2 separate regions of the Ovis aries genome follow, and region 1 is linked to region 2. The links are chromatin contacts, called in public Hi-C maps. All regions are on one chromosome and are shown on one strand. Each heading gives the region's core, a stretch centred on a gene start, on an enhancer-like site or on the middle of the called end of the contact. The rest is flanking DNA. Distances are from core to core; before and after follow the strand shown. Region 1 holds the start of FOXK1 (forkhead box K1). Region 2 overlaps FOXK1 (forkhead box K1).

What was found. A called contact is a pair of places that touch in the nucleus more often than the background predicts.
Region 1: a contact with region 2 is called in a Hi-C map of muscle, with 1.6 times the contacts expected there. The contact joins the promoter of FOXK1 here to the enhancer-like site in region 2. A contact is called at or near these places in 5 of 16 Hi-C or Micro-C datasets (hypothalamus, muscle, omental adipose tissue and 2 more).

Annotation. Positions count from the first base shown.
Region 1 is chr24:39,677,505-39,680,204 of ARS-UI_Ramb_v3.0, reverse strand. FOXK1 (forkhead box K1) reads left to right here and starts at 1,447. Exons shown (of 9, transcript XM_060405741.1): 1 at 1,447-1,955. The coding sequence starts at 1,453.
Region 2 is chr24:39,642,349-39,645,048 of ARS-UI_Ramb_v3.0, reverse strand. The region is part of intron 2 of FOXK1 (forkhead box K1); the gene reads left to right. Among named protein-coding and RNA genes, the nearest start is that of AP5Z1, 21 kb to the right of the region's middle. Within about 2 kb of position 1,383, at least 30 of the 54 cell types and tissues checked have an H3K27ac peak or open chromatin away from gene starts, as enhancers often do. A contact at or near this core is called in hypothalamus and tail adipose tissue, where this site is marked.

The DNA of each region.
Region 1 (2,700 bases), core at 198-2,697, 35 kb before region 2:
TTCCTAACCGGCCTCCCACAGTCAGGCTGGCCCCTCTGCAACTCAGGCTTCACACAACAGCCAGTGATCCTATTTCGAATTTGTGGTCCTCGCGTTGCCCTTCTGCTCACCCCTCTCAGGGGTTCCCACTGCTCTGGGATCAGACCCAAGTTACCTGACTGGTCAGGTTCAGCTGATCTGGGCTCTTCCCTTTCCCAGCTACCTGTCAGTCCCTAGAAAGCACCCCTTTGCTTAGATCACGCTGTTCCTTGGGTGGAATGCCGTCCCCAGCTCTCACCCCACCCCCCAGCAGCCTTGGATTTCAGCATATCATGGCTCAGGGAAGGGTCCCGGATCCCAGGACCTTGGTCCTGATTCCACGGACAAGTACCATCTCTTGTTGCAGCTTCTTGTAAAAACGTCTTTCTTGCCCCTAACCGCAAGCACTAATTCTATTTGTTCCTGTGTTTTCAATCACATGACAGTTGGGTTAAAACCTCCTGCAGCCCCAGACTGGACAGTGGGTAAGCGGACAGGCATCCCATCCTGGGGAGGAGGGAGGGGAGGGGGCTGGCCCGATCTTCCTACACATGTCACCTTGCAACAAGGCCTGACAGCTGTAATTTTGTATTTGCTAGAATGTTACTTGACTTCTGTCTGCATCTGCCACTACAGTGTAAGCTCTACCAGGAAGGGTCTGTTTTCTCCCCCGCCTCAGTAATTATTAAATGATGACAGTGCGCAAACACTGCCGCCCTTTTTTAGAGGGCCCTGGCTGATTCAGGAAAGGGCATGAAGGACTTCTGAAGGATGCCTGAAGCAGCCAGACCTGCCTTTTCACAGAAGACCCCGCTGCAGGCATCTGTCTCCCTGCCCCACCCCACCGGCTCCCCATTAGACTGTAACGGATGTAAGGACCTAGACGCCTGGCCTGCGTCCTCGGTCACTCCTGTAGCTACTTGTTGAGTGAACGGATGACTCCAAATTGGAACACAGAGCATCAGGGGTCGCCAGCACCTTGAAGCAAACTCCAGTTTCAGCGCGAGACCCCTCACTCTTGGTGCTTAAGTAGGATCGCACTTTGGGGTGTCAGTTGGAGCCTCTAGAGCCCAGGAGGCCGCTGACGTCAGTGGTCCCTTTCTGCAGCGAGTGACCCAGGATCGAAACTTTCCAGTGCGGCTTCTTCGGGGTGTGTGTGGTTGGGGGGGGGGGTTCCCCTCCCGCGTCCCGGGGCGGGAGGAGGCGGCTCCCCACGGCCGGGCGCGGCGGCGGCGGCGGCGGCCAGGGCGCCACCCCGGGGCGGGCGCGGCGGGCTGGGCGCTGCGCGCAGACACGTCCCCCTGGCGGCCCCGCGCGCGCCGCGCCCGCCGGCTCCGCTCCGAGCGCTCCGGGCCGGGATCCCGCGGCCGCCGCGCCCGGAGCCCCGCCCCGCGCGCCGCGCCGCCGCCGGAGGCCGCCCGGAGCTGCGCGAACATGGCCGAGGTCGGCGAGGACGGCGGGGCCCGCGCCCTGCTGGCGCTGCGCTCGGCGCCCTGCAGCCCGGTGCTGTGCGCCGCCGCCTTCCCGCCCGCCGCGCCCGCCGCCGCCCCGTCGCCGCCGGCGCCGCCCGCCCAGCCCCCGCCGCCCCCGCCGCCGCCGCCGGGCGCGATCGCGGGGGGCGCGGCGGGCGCGGCGGGCGAGGCCCTGGTGGCCGCGGCCGCCGCCTCGGTGCGCCGGAGCCCCGGGCCCGCGCTGGCGCGCCTGGAGGGCCGCGAGTTCGAGTTCCTCATGCGGCAGCCCAGCGTCACCATCGGCCGCAACTCGTCGCAGGGCTCGGTGGACCTGAGCATGGGCCTGTCCAGCTTCATCTCGCGGCGCCACCTGCAGCTCAGCTTCCAGGAGCCGCACTTCTACCTGCGCTGCCTCGGCAAGAACGGCGTCTTCGTGGACGGGGCCTTTCAGCGGCGCGGCGCGCCAGCCCTGCAGCTGCCCAAGCAGTGAGTGCCGCGGCCCCCACCCTGGGGACGGCCCTCCGACCCCTGACGGTCGCCCTTGCCCCTGGGCTTGGGGTCCCCGCCTCCCGCGCCCCATCCCCGCCCGGCGTTGGACAGGAGTCACCTTCTGACCCCTGCCTGCCTTGGGCCGGGGGCGGCCCCCACCCTCCATCCCGGGCCGGGCTTCAGGGTCGCCCTTGCCCTTCCTCCCAGCAGAGCGTGGTGTTGCCCCGTCTCCTCCCGATCTGGACACGGGGTCACTCTTGATCCCTGCCCTGCCGGCGCCCAGGGCGTTGAGGGTCGCCCTTGCCCTCCCCCACGACCTGGACACCAGGGACCCACTATCCCCGCCCCTTGTCTGGACCGCGGTTGCCCTCAAACGGACTGGCTGGAAGGGTTGCGCCAGGCGGTCTGCGGGGTCCCCGGGGTAGGGGGGGGAACCCCGGAAGGTCAGGCCCCTTCAGTAGGGGCCGGGTCTGAACTTGGGCCCGGAGGGGACAACAGGAGATTGGGCTAGGGTGGGGACCGGAAGTATTCTCTCCTTGGTGTATCTGAGGATGCAGGTCAGGGGTCCCCATGACTCGAGGCATCCAGGGCACAGTTGGGGTTCCTGGGCAGGAGGGTACATCCCAGCGAGGAGGCAGGGCAAGGAGAAGGGGACCCGCCACGCTTGGGGGACAGGCGGCCAATGCCCCGTGGGACTTCAGCAACACCCTCGTGTTCCCTGGCCCTTCCGGTTCCCAGCCTG
Region 2 (2,700 bases), core at 134-2,633:
TCCTTGGACCTTGTCTCCTCTGGCGATGAAGTGTACCCTCTAACACCGCAGTGGCCCGGGAGGACAGGAGGAGCAGTGGGTGAGTGGCCAGGCCTGCCGCTCAGCAGCTGCACCTGCGCTGTTTTATTTAGTCCTTAGGGATTTACAAGCAAGATTCTGTCCTAAGCTCTTTTCAGGTTTCCAGCAATAGCTCTGTTCCGAAACCCGAAATGTACATCACCTCCCTGCCCTTTCTGACATCGACCCTGAGAACAGCCTGAAGCATGAGGGCTCCGCTTGAGTTCACGAGGAAGCTACGCTGTGAAAATGCTCTTGCACTCATACATCGATAAAAACAATTATGTGTCGTAGAACGAGGCAGCCACTTTGGGAAACAGTCTGGCAGTTCTCCAAAACGTTAAAGGTTTACCTCAACTGCCCAGCAACGCACTGGGTCCTGAGGTCTCCGTGAAAACTCCTCTGGCGGGGTTCAGGGCAGCGATATTCATAGCCACCTCCAAAATGGAGACAACTCAGCCCCTGAGTGGAGGGAGATTGTGTTGCAGCCACAGCGTGGAGGATGAAAAGGAGCAAAGTGCTGGCACCTGGTGACCCCTGAACCCTGATGCAGAGGAAGGGGACCGGCCTGCAGGAGAGCACGCGCTGGGTGGTTCCATTGACAGGCAATGTCCAGAGTAGGCACAGCCTTAGAGGAAGACAGTAGAGAGCAGTTGTCAGGGACTCGAGAGGTTTAAGGGAGTGACGGCTCCGTGTCCTGGTTTCTTCTTTCTGGGGTGATGACCATGTTGTGGAGTGAGATGGTGGTCACACCACTCCGGACACTAAAAGCCCCCGAGTTGTACGCTGGAAACAGGCGCACTGTGCGGCGTGCGGCCTGCGTAGCGCGGTGAGCTGGTAAGGAAGCCCTGCCCTGACACCTTCACCCCGCAGCACCTCCGGGCAGGGGCGGGGATGCCGGCCAGGCACGTGCCCCGCGCCGCCGCCGGGAGCCCACTGGCCTGTGCCAGGCAGAGCGCGTCGGCCCTCCAAGGCCCTTGCACGTCCGCCGAAACCAGCTCAGACTGGCACGGGACTGTGAATCAGCTGAGATTCCAGCCACACCGATGGCTTTTATGAGCAGAAAGTGTTTTGGTCTGTGCCCGGAGAGCTTCATAGAATAAATATAATTCCCAGTAACATTTTGAATAAAAGCAACGGTCAGCAGGTCGAGCTGGAGTAGCGATCTCGCGAGTGTGGAGGCCTGTGTGCCTGGGGGAGGCGGCGGCTCTGGATCGGGGCCAGGGTTAGGGTAGAAGGGGTTCCCGGAGCGGAACGGGGCCTGGCCCGGGGTGGGGGCGGGGCTTGGAGAGGGGCTGGGGCAGGCCGCACGGGGTCTCCGGTGAGCGCACGGGGTGGAGCATCGTTGCGGGAAGGCGGTAGCTTTGAGACGGGCTCCCGCCCTCTTGGCATCTAAGTGTCACAGGGAGGGGTTTCTGTTGACATCCGCTTGTCTCCGCGCCGCGGAGTCGACTGCACGCTGGAAACCTCAGGGGCCCTTGAGGTTTTGCTGCCCGGATCTCCCTGCTCCCGCCCCGGCGCAGGAGCAGGGCGGGGCCGGCGTGTTTACAAACAGCTGCCCCCTCTTTCCCAGCCCCTCCCTGCGCCCCAGGTCCCCGCAGATCGCCGGGGAGGTAGGCTGCGGCCCGGGCCGCGGGGGTCCCCGTAGGGCGCGCGCCCCGCCGTCTTGCGTCTGTGCCCGCAGCCGGGTCGATCGGCTAGCTGGGGCTCGGAGAGCTCGGTCTGGGCCGGCCCTCTCCGGAGTGGGTTTGGGGCGGGTCCTTTCCAGGACTAGGGGCGGCTGGACCCGTCAAGGCGCCCCGCCGCCCCGCCCCCTTCCCTGCTGGCTGAGCGGGGGCGGGGGCGGGGGCGGGTGTGTGCGGTTTTTTTCCTGCCGTGAAGTACTCCACCCAGAAAATGAATGAACTCTCTTTGAAACAAGTTCTGCTATCTTAAGCAGCGTTTTGTTGACTTTTTTTTCTTTCCCTTTTGCACTGAACTGGTGTCTTTGAGAAAGAACCGACTGGTTAATCATTTTCTGAGTGTTACAAAAAGAGACTAATCCTTAGAGCTGCAGTTTACAGAAAACTGCTGGAATTCAACCCGAGAAAGGGGGCAGCACAGACAGCAGTCGACTGGTGGCTCAGACAGTAAAGAATCCACCTACAGTAGGGGAGCCCTGGGTTCAACCCCTGGGTCGGGAAGATCCCCTGGGGGAGAAGATGGCAACCCACTCCAGTATTCTTGCCTGGGGAATCCCAAGGACAGAGGAGCTTGGTGGGCTGCAGTCCATGGGGTCGCAAAGAGTCAGACAGGACTGAACGTCTAAACAAAGACTTTAGAAGCTATTTCTTGAGAAAGGCCTTTCTTGATTTTTCTAATATAGAGATCACAAAACCAAAAGTAACCTGCTTTGTGGAATTCGTCCAAGGTTAGTGGAACCCTGTATGAAATAAACATTAAGCCACTGGCCTCGGTTCCTAAACCACTTGTCACCCTGACCTAGCAGTCCATTCTGGCTTCACTGTGGTGGGAGAGTCAGTCCTTACTCTGCAAAGTTGTGTGTCTTCTGAGTTCAGATGGGGCATGAGGACGGCTGTTGTGTTTCTGGCAGACTTTGGATCCTACCTGAGAGTGATTTACTCTGCTTTTCCTCGGTTCTCC